Regions from separate parts of the Mus musculus genome. Here regions 1 and 2 are each linked to region 3. A link is a contact called in public promoter capture Hi-C data. All regions are on one chromosome and are shown on one strand. The core of a region is the stretch at or near the end of the contact, and the rest is flanking DNA. Distances in the headings are between cores, read along the strand shown. Region 1 has its middle 25 kb from the start of Snx6. Region 2 holds the start of Slc25a21 (solute carrier family 25 (mitochondrial oxodicarboxylate carrier), member 21). Region 3 holds the start of Brms1l (breast cancer metastasis-suppressor 1-like).

Region 1 (2,719 bases), core at 34-2,533, 1.0 Mb after region 3:
GAACTGAGTCCTTCAAGATGTCCCCTGATTCCACATGTATCCTGTGACATACACATGCCCACAGACATAAGTAAATAATTACATATATATATATATACACACACACATATACATATATACATACATACATGCATACATACACACATCAAGCAAGCAACAGAATAAAATATTTTGAATTGAATTGAAGAAGGAAGAAGAAGAAGGAGGAAGGAGAGGAAGAAGAAGAAGAAGAAGAAGAAGAAGGAGGAGGAGGAGGAGGAGGAGGAGGAGGAGGAGGAGGAGGAGGAGGAGGAGGAGAAGAAAAGACAGGCTGGGCAGTGCTAGGTATGCCACATCTTTAATCCCAGCACTCTGGAGGCAGTCTTGTGATGTCAGATCTCATTATGAGATGGTTGCTCTTTCCAGCCCCGCTCACTCTGGCCCAAAGATTTATTATATGTAAGTAAACTGTAGCTGTTTTCAGATACTCCAGAAGAGGGACGAATGGATGTGAGCCACCATGTGATTGCTGGGATTTGAACTCAGAACCTTTGGAAGAGCAGTCAGTGCTCTTAACCTCTGAGCCATCTCTCCAGCCCCCGGAACACATACTCTTAACTCCTGAGCCATCTCTTCTGGCTGGTTTTTCCTTTCTTTGTTTATTTTTCAAGACAGGGTTTGTTTTTAAGAGGGTAACATCCTGGCTGTCCTAACCTCTGTAGACCAGGTTGGCCTCAAACTCACAGAGATCCACCTACCTCTGTCCCCCCCCACCCCCACCCCCCCAGTGCTGGGGTAAGAAGCTTGAGGCACCACACTCAGCTTAGGCATTTTCTTTGTTAATGTTAATGGGGGAGGGCCTAGCCCATTGTGGGCAGTGCCATCCCTGGGCTGGTGGTCCTGGGTTCTATAAGAAAGCAGGCTGAGCAAGCCACCAGCACAAGCTGGTGAGCAGCACCCCTCCACAAAGGCCTCTGCCTCAACTCCAGTCTCCAGGTTCCTGCCCTGTTTGAGTTTCTGTCCCGACTTCCTTCAGTGATGGACTATAATGTGAACGTGTAAGCCAAATAAATCCTTTCCTCCCCAACTTGCCTTGGGTATGGTGTTTCATCACATTAATAGTAACCCTAAGTAGGACACCATCTTGCCAGCTCCCAAAACTGAGAAAGGTTTTGGACTGCTGTCTGAACTTCAAAGGATTTGGGAAGATCTATGAACCCAATAGGTGGTCTAAAGATCTGTAGATATCTTCTCTGAGACCCTTGAGGTCAGCACATCTGTAAGGGTAACTAATGTGTTCAGTCCTGCATCTGTAATTGCAATGTCTGACTTCTGCTTTCTGCCAGTTGAGTAACAGGAAGTAAATTTGCTACAGAGTTGTCTTTTTTTTTTTTTTTTTTTTAAAGGAGAACAAAGTTTTGAATGAACGGTTTAGAAGTCTGAGGGAGATCTTTGAAAAGTACTAAAAGGTGGGGCCTGGGGTCACAGAGGTCTCTCAGCAACACCCAGCTGCCTTCAGGCTGAGCGAAGAACCACTAAAAAGAATTAGGTAGAGGTCAATAGATTTGTTTTATTTCTGAAGATCTGTTTTCGCCCCCTCTGAAAAGAAGCACTGTTTAATGACTCTGCAATATTTGTAAATCGAGTTGCTGAAGAACAAAACCCTACACAAACTAGCTTCAGTAAAATGGGAATTTAAAAGAATTTGAGCTGCACAGAATTTAGAGAGCTATGTGTTTCCCTTTCCCCCTGCTGTGCTGGATCCCTCGAAGCTTAGAACTGGGGCATAGCTCAATCTGCTTGCCCTGGGTTGATCTCTGGCTCTGGGTAGTGGTACCTGCCTGTAATCCCAGCACTGTAGAGGTTGAAAGTGGAGAATCCAAAAGTCAAGGTCGTAGTCACCTACGCCTTGAGTCTCAGGCCAGCCAGGACTGATAGGACTCTGTTTTAAAACAAAACAAGCCTGGTGCGGTGGCGCACACATTTAATCCCAGCACTTGGGATGTAGAGACAGGTGCATCTCTGTAACTTCAAGACCAGGCTGAACTATATAACAAGTTCCAAGCCAGCCAGGACTACACAGTGAGACCTTGTCTTAAAATAAAACAACCTAGACAAACCAACAAACAAAACAAAGCCCCAAAAGACAAAACTCCCAAACAAACCACTAATAAGGCTGTGAAATGTCAGAGTGCAAAAGAAACTTCACTAAAATCAAGGTCTACCATGGGAGTTTTGGCAGAGCTGCGTTCCTTCTGGTGACAGTATGTTTGCTGGTCTTGTCCTGCTTCAGGAACCTGGCTGCACCACTTAGCTCTGGTTCGCTTCTGCCTTCCAGCCAGAGACTGGAGTTTTTCTCACAGTGCTATCCCAGTTTCCTACTCGGCCTCACTCCCCACTTGTAAGGGCCTCTGGACTATAAGTATGCCATGTCTACATATGCTTATCTGGGTAGGCCGGAAGGATCTTCTTATCTCCAGGTCTTTAATTCCCTCTGCAAACTTAATTGTCCTTTGTCATGAAAGGCAGTACAGTCGCAGTTGTTAGAGGTTAGGACCTGGGCTAGAAGCTATGCTCAGAATCTTGCCTATTGTACCACATAAGTGTTGATCATAGAAGTGTGCCACCACCACTGTGGGGTAACAGGATGGCTCAGCAGGCAAAAGGTGACTGTCACCAAACCTGAAGACCTGAGTCTGATCCCTGGAACCTACATGGTAGAAGAAAACCAACTCCCAGA
Region 2 (2,700 bases), core at 16-2,515, 1.4 Mb before region 3:
AAGCAACACATTTACCCAATTCCTCATGGTATGTAACTTTCCTAGTCAGGTGGTACAGGCACATAACTGTGTGTACATGTGGTGTGTGTGTCTGTACATATGGTATGTGTGTGTGTGTCTACATGTGGAGTGTGTATCCATGTGGTATATGCATACATGTGGTGTGTGTATGTGTGTGTCTATGTGGGGTGTGTGTGTCCATGTGGGAGATGTGTGTGTGTTCATGTGTGTGTCCATGTGGGGTGTGTGTCTGTACATGTGGTATGTATGCATGTGTATATGTGGTGTGTGTGTGTGCATGTGTGTATACATGTGGTGGTATGTGTGTGTGTGTGTGTATGTATGTCAGCAGATACATGCAACAGGAGTGTTTGGTAGCTAGAGGTTACTGTTGGGGATCTTCAGTTGTTCTCCATTTTACCTTTGGAGACAAGACCTATAACTGAACTGAACTGTTTGGCTAGACCTCACCAACCAGACAGCTCCAGGGATGTGCCTATCTTTGCATTCTCAGCGCTAGGATTACAGACCCAGACTAATACTGTCTTACATGTGCAGGGAAACTGGATTTTGGTCCTTAGGCTTGCATGGCAAGCACTTTACTGACTGAGCCATCTCCCCAGCTCACTACCACCGACATTTAATAGCTCAAAGAATGAAAATAAGATATAAGTATTCATTTCGTATATTTGATTTGACATTGTATTATTTTAAATTGCACATACCCATGTTTTTGACAGAGAACAACGGCAGTTTATATGGCCCAGAATATATGCATTAAACACTACGTTTTAGAAATAACAGCAGCGGGGTTTCCACAGTACTTTCTCTTATCATCTCCGGCCTGTCAGGGGTGTGGTGAGCGTTCTAAATATCTGACTCCTGTGTTTCTCTTATACTGCAGTTTGCACCTTGTGGTTCACTAACAGGCACTAACTGGTACTTTTGTTTTGTCAGTGATTCTAAAGAGCTAGTGTGAGTTAATTCCACATTTTGTAGAAAGAAATAAGCAGGTTATTGGTGCTCCTCTTTCATGTCTACCTACTGTTCCTAACAGAGAACTGCTTAAAACAGGTTTCTAGGCCCTAAGCCCAAAGAACTCGGCTTTCTGACAAGTCTGTCATATTGTGCGCAGCGTGGTGACCCTGTGAACTGGGCACAGGACACTTGAATAACAAGTCCTTTATGGTTTTCAGTAAGTAAAACTCAGTTTATTATGCATGAAATAAAAGTCCAAAACCACTTCCCCCGCACAGTTACTGCACTTTGTAAGTCAGATCTGCTCTGATCTAGTTGCTGTGGCCTTCAATTTCTGGTTGACTAACTTGGAGGAATTTCCTCACTATCCCTTCTTTTGAATAGTACCGTATTTTAGCCTGCCTGGAGGGCAAGGGTCACCCGCGGCTACATCACAGTCGCAGCTAGCTAAGGCAGCCCTTAGATAAGCAGCCAGCTAAACAAACTCCGCAGTAGGTCTCGATAGGCAAATTCATAAGCCCCTATCTTGAAGCTCGAGCCTGACCCACCGAGCTAGGTCAAGTCTACCCAGCCCCCAGTTGTCAGTGTTCCCCCTCCGGTGCCCCGGTGGAAAGGGCAGCCTTAGGCAGCGCTGGGCAAGTTCGGACCCCCTCCGCCAACCTCGCGGCGACTCGGTGCCCGAACCGCCGCCTTTAGCTGGATCGCAGCCACACCGGGAAGAGTTCAGCCCCAGGACCGACGGGGCCCGGTCTCCATCGGCGGCGGCCTTCAGAGGAGCTCGCTCGGGCAACTTGGTCACCCGGTCCCCTGGTCGCGAAGATGTCGGCCTCCAACGTCAGCTTACTGCACGAGACCTCCAGGCAGGTCGCGGCCGGAGGGTCTGCAGGTAAGGCTGTCCGCTCGCTCCCCGCGCGCCCGCCGCTCCTCCGCCGCACCACCCGACAACTGTCCCCCAGGCTCGCCTTCCAACCGAAGTTTTGTGTGCGAGTGCGTCCTCCTAAATCTTCTACTCTGACTCCTCTGCGAAGAGCCGAGCAGCCGGCGGCGGCTCTTTTGGGTGCAGTCCCCACTAGCTGCTCTGCTCTAGGGTCCCCGGGGGTTCTCTGTTCCTAGAATGGAGCATGAAAGGATTCGCCAGTCCCTGAAACTTACTGTGACTTTGAGAAAGCTTCCCCCTCCCGTCCTTTTCTTCGCTTTGACAGCTATTTTACACAAAAAAGGATTCAGTTCCAGTTCGGTCTTACTTAAGTTTCTTAGCAAGTTTCTTCCAAGGCCCAAGCTAAAGAGGATCTTAGCATAGCTCTCTTCGCAGGGATTCTTTTTACTGCGCTTCTTGGGGATCTATGCACGCCATAAATATATTAAAATTAAACGCTCGTGCTAACAAATGTAAACACCTTTGATGTAATGGACTCACATTAATCTGTGGAGAGCTATGATGTGGGAGAGACTTTACAAAAAGATCTGTTAAAGCCAGCTTGGTAATAATTACTGTGCAACTTGGAAGAAGTTGCTCGCCATTAAATTATGCGTATGCCTAATTTTTAATATTTTTAATATTAGGCTGTAACAGTTCATAAGTTTTGTTATTTTAATAAATTATTATAACAATGAAATAGTATTAAAGTTGACTAAAAGATACTCAATATATACTTAGTAACATTTACTTTCAAGAAAATATGAACTTTTAAATAATGGAGTGCTTCAAACTCTGAGTAGTTT
Region 3 (2,700 bases), core at 147-2,646:
TGAGTCTGCCCAGGTCTTGTGCACACTGTCACAACTACCATGAATTCATGAGTTCAACTGTCCTGCTGAGTAAGCAAAACACTGTTCTTCAACGGAGATAACTATAAATTTATCCTCATGTTTATTTATGAGTATAATGAGTATGAGTATATAAATGAGTATATGAGTATAAATATTTATGAGTAAAAACTTCATAAATATTTACTTTTGGATGGCTGACTTATCGGCATTACATGCTTCCAAGTATACTTTTTTGACAGACAAACCTGAAAAAAAAAAAGGTGTGAGGTGATACCACAGTCATTAACCTGTTATCAATGCTTCCCATTACACAGCCAAAACCAGGGTTAGACAAAGCCATTCTCAGTCTGTCATATGGTTAGAGGAAGATCCGGGAAATCAGTTCCATTCATTTTATTAAAGTATTAAAAGACTTATAAGGGGTTAGAAACAGCCCAAAGTTACAAAATAACCAAAGCTTGAAGATTCTGGGAATGTCAACACTGCCCACATCTTCCAGATTAAAAACTGACAAAGATTCCAAATGATCCCTCAGGCTGGTCCCTTCTTCGTCTTGAAAACTTTTGGGACCTATTATGAACCTGAGAGTTCCCAAGTCAGTCCTCTGATGACAGTACTGGTGAGAGGCTGACCTGAAAGCTAAGGTTGATGAGTGGCAAGCCCGCCAAGGACCAAGGCAAATTTATCCTCAGCCCCCACAAAAACGCTGACAAAGGTTGCTGAGACTACTAGTAAAGAGGTCGGTGGTGTCAGCTAAGGGACATTTGCAGTCTTCCAGACCAGCCAGCCGGACATTCCACTCCGGAGCCGGTAGCCCCAGGGTACTGCCAGGTGACCCTAGGGCGGGTCCCACAGTGCACAGAATCGCCTCGGGTCCTCAAAGCCTGCGGGCGCCCAGCCCACCGGGAGCCAGAGCCAGAACTGGAGCCCGCGGCGACCCGCAGCTCCGGGTGCCAGACGCCGAGCCAGTCCCCGCCCCTTCCCCATCTCCCCGCCCCGCGCTCGCAGCAGGACGCACCGCCCGGCGTGAGCACCGCGGCCTGTCGCGCGCGCGGCGCAAGGGACCCGGCATCCCCGCCCAGCTGGGTAGCGCACCTGAACTGTCCCCATCCTCCGAGACCGACGAGCTCTCGGTGTCCTCGTCTTCGGAACTGCTCCCCTCGTTCTCCGCGTAGTCCACCTCCATCTCATCGTGATGATTCGTCTCCTTCTTATCCCCTCGAGAATGGACCGGCATTTTCCAACCTCGCCGTCGCTTCCCACTTCCTGCTCCCAGCCCGGCCACTGCCGCTTCGGTGAAGGGCGCGCCGAACGCCCCGACCCACCCGGCCACCGAGCTGGATCCGAAACCCTCGACTCCTCCCCACCCCCGGCCTCAGCCTCACAACCTAACCCGCAGGCTTGCGCTGCGAGCTCTGCCATTGGTCAAGGCTGTCCCGGAGCTAGAGGCGTGGCTTGTCTTGCAAGCGAACGATTGGTTACCGGTGATTACGGCGCGGCCTTCCGCTGTCTGTCGGGAATTGTAGTCCTTAGGCCTCAGAGCTTCAGGGGCTATGGGTTTCTAAGATTCAGCTGCCTTAATCGCTTCTCACTTCGGACTTCAAGTCCCACAAGGCAGGAAAGCTGACATACTGGGACGCAGTTTATAAACTAAACAGAAACAGATTGTGCGGATTTGGTCTGTACTTATCCTTTTCCCGCCAAGTGGTTATCTGATCTGCCTAGCTACTCAAACTGTGAGAAGAATGTGAAAAGATCCTTTGCCTGAAAGGGTCTTTGCATACTCTGTGAGCCTGGAGGGTTACAGAATCGTCTCTTCTACACTAGTAGTACCTTTAGTACAGCTAGTAAACTATTAAATTGAATTGTATGTGTAAGAAATAATTTTCACAAAGAAAATTTCATTGTTCTTGGAATTTTTACAACCAAAACTACAGAGGGGAAGGAAATTTTATCTTAGTATTTCAATCTTGCGTTCTTACTTTTTTTTTTTTTTTTTAATGGAAGAAGCTACCCAAATTAAATTGATTTAATTTCAGGTTCCAGTGAAAAATAAATATTTGACTTAAAAAGATGTCATTTTTTTTTTTTCAAAAACAGGATTACACAGACAAGGACGATGCCATAACTACCATAATAATCGTAACTTATAACCGATCACTTTCACTCTTTATCAGGTTATCTTGGTAAATTCACTGCATGGATTTGCTGAGTTCAATTTTTAGTTTAATAGCCCTAAGGTAGGAGTCGGTATTATGTCCATTTTATCAACAAAATATATGGTTAAAGTATTAAAGGGACACCAGGAAGTAGAATGAAACTTAGCTGTCCTGGAACTTGCTCAGTAGGCTGACCTTGAGTTTAGTGATCTGCACGGCTCTGTCTCCTGGGATTAAAGGTATGTTCCATCACACATAGACTTAAATTTAGCTGAGTGGGATCTGTTATCTCCTAAAACAAAAGATTTTGCTCTGTTCTACTTCCCGGTGTCCCTTTAAATATTTTTCCTTTCTCAGCTTGCTCATTTTCTTACAGGTTCAGAGGTTCTGTCCATTACCATCAAGGCGGGAGCATGCCAGCATCCGGAGGAGCTGAGGGTCCTACATCATCTTATTCAGACTGGCTCCCAGGGAGCTAGGATGAGGGTCTTAAAGCCCATGCCCACAACGACACACTTGC

The links. Promoter capture Hi-C pulls out the DNA fragments that hold promoters and counts their contacts.
Region 1: a promoter capture Hi-C map of pre-B cells shows a contact between it and region 3, with 2.8 times the contacts expected there. The contact joins the enhancer-like site here to the promoter of Brms1l in region 3. A contact is called at or near these places in 4 of 39 promoter capture datasets (the C10 cell line, liver, pre-B cells and 1 more), 1 of 15 datasets of contacts at CTCF or cohesin (embryonic stem cells), 1 of 484 Hi-C or Micro-C datasets (embryonic stem cells), 1 of 115 datasets of contacts at active chromatin or transcription factors (pancreatic cancer cells) and 1 of 9 other capture datasets (adipose tissue).
Region 2: a contact with region 3 is called in a promoter capture Hi-C map of hippocampal neurons, with 7 times the contacts expected there. The contact joins the promoter of Slc25a21 here to the promoter of Brms1l in region 3. A contact is called at or near these places in 3 of 39 promoter capture datasets (frontonasal cranial neural crest, hippocampal neurons and liver), 1 of 484 Hi-C or Micro-C datasets (the G1E-ER4 cell line), 4 of 115 datasets of contacts at active chromatin or transcription factors (astrocytes, embryonic stem cells, forebrain and 1 more) and 2 of 9 other capture datasets (adipose tissue and embryonic stem cells).

Annotation. Positions count from the first base shown.
Region 1 is chr12:54,819,450-54,822,168 of GRCm38.p6, reverse strand. No RefSeq gene overlaps it. Among named protein-coding and RNA genes, the nearest start is that of Snx6, 25 kb to the right of the region's middle. Within about 2 kb of position 1,283, at least 73 of the 459 cell types and tissues checked have an H3K27ac peak or open chromatin away from gene starts, as enhancers often do. A contact at or near this core is called in adipose tissue and pre-B cells, where this site is marked.
Region 2 is chr12:57,196,037-57,198,736 of GRCm38.p6, reverse strand. It overlaps Slc25a21 (solute carrier family 25 (mitochondrial oxodicarboxylate carrier), member 21), which reads left to right and starts at 1,265. Exons shown (of 10, transcript NM_172577.3): 1 at 1,265-1,864. The coding sequence starts at 1,798.
Region 3 is chr12:55,835,062-55,837,761 of GRCm38.p6, reverse strand. It overlaps Brms1l (breast cancer metastasis-suppressor 1-like), which reads right to left and starts at 1,396. Exons shown (of 10, transcript NM_001037756.3): 1 at 1,117-1,396. The coding sequence starts at 1,258.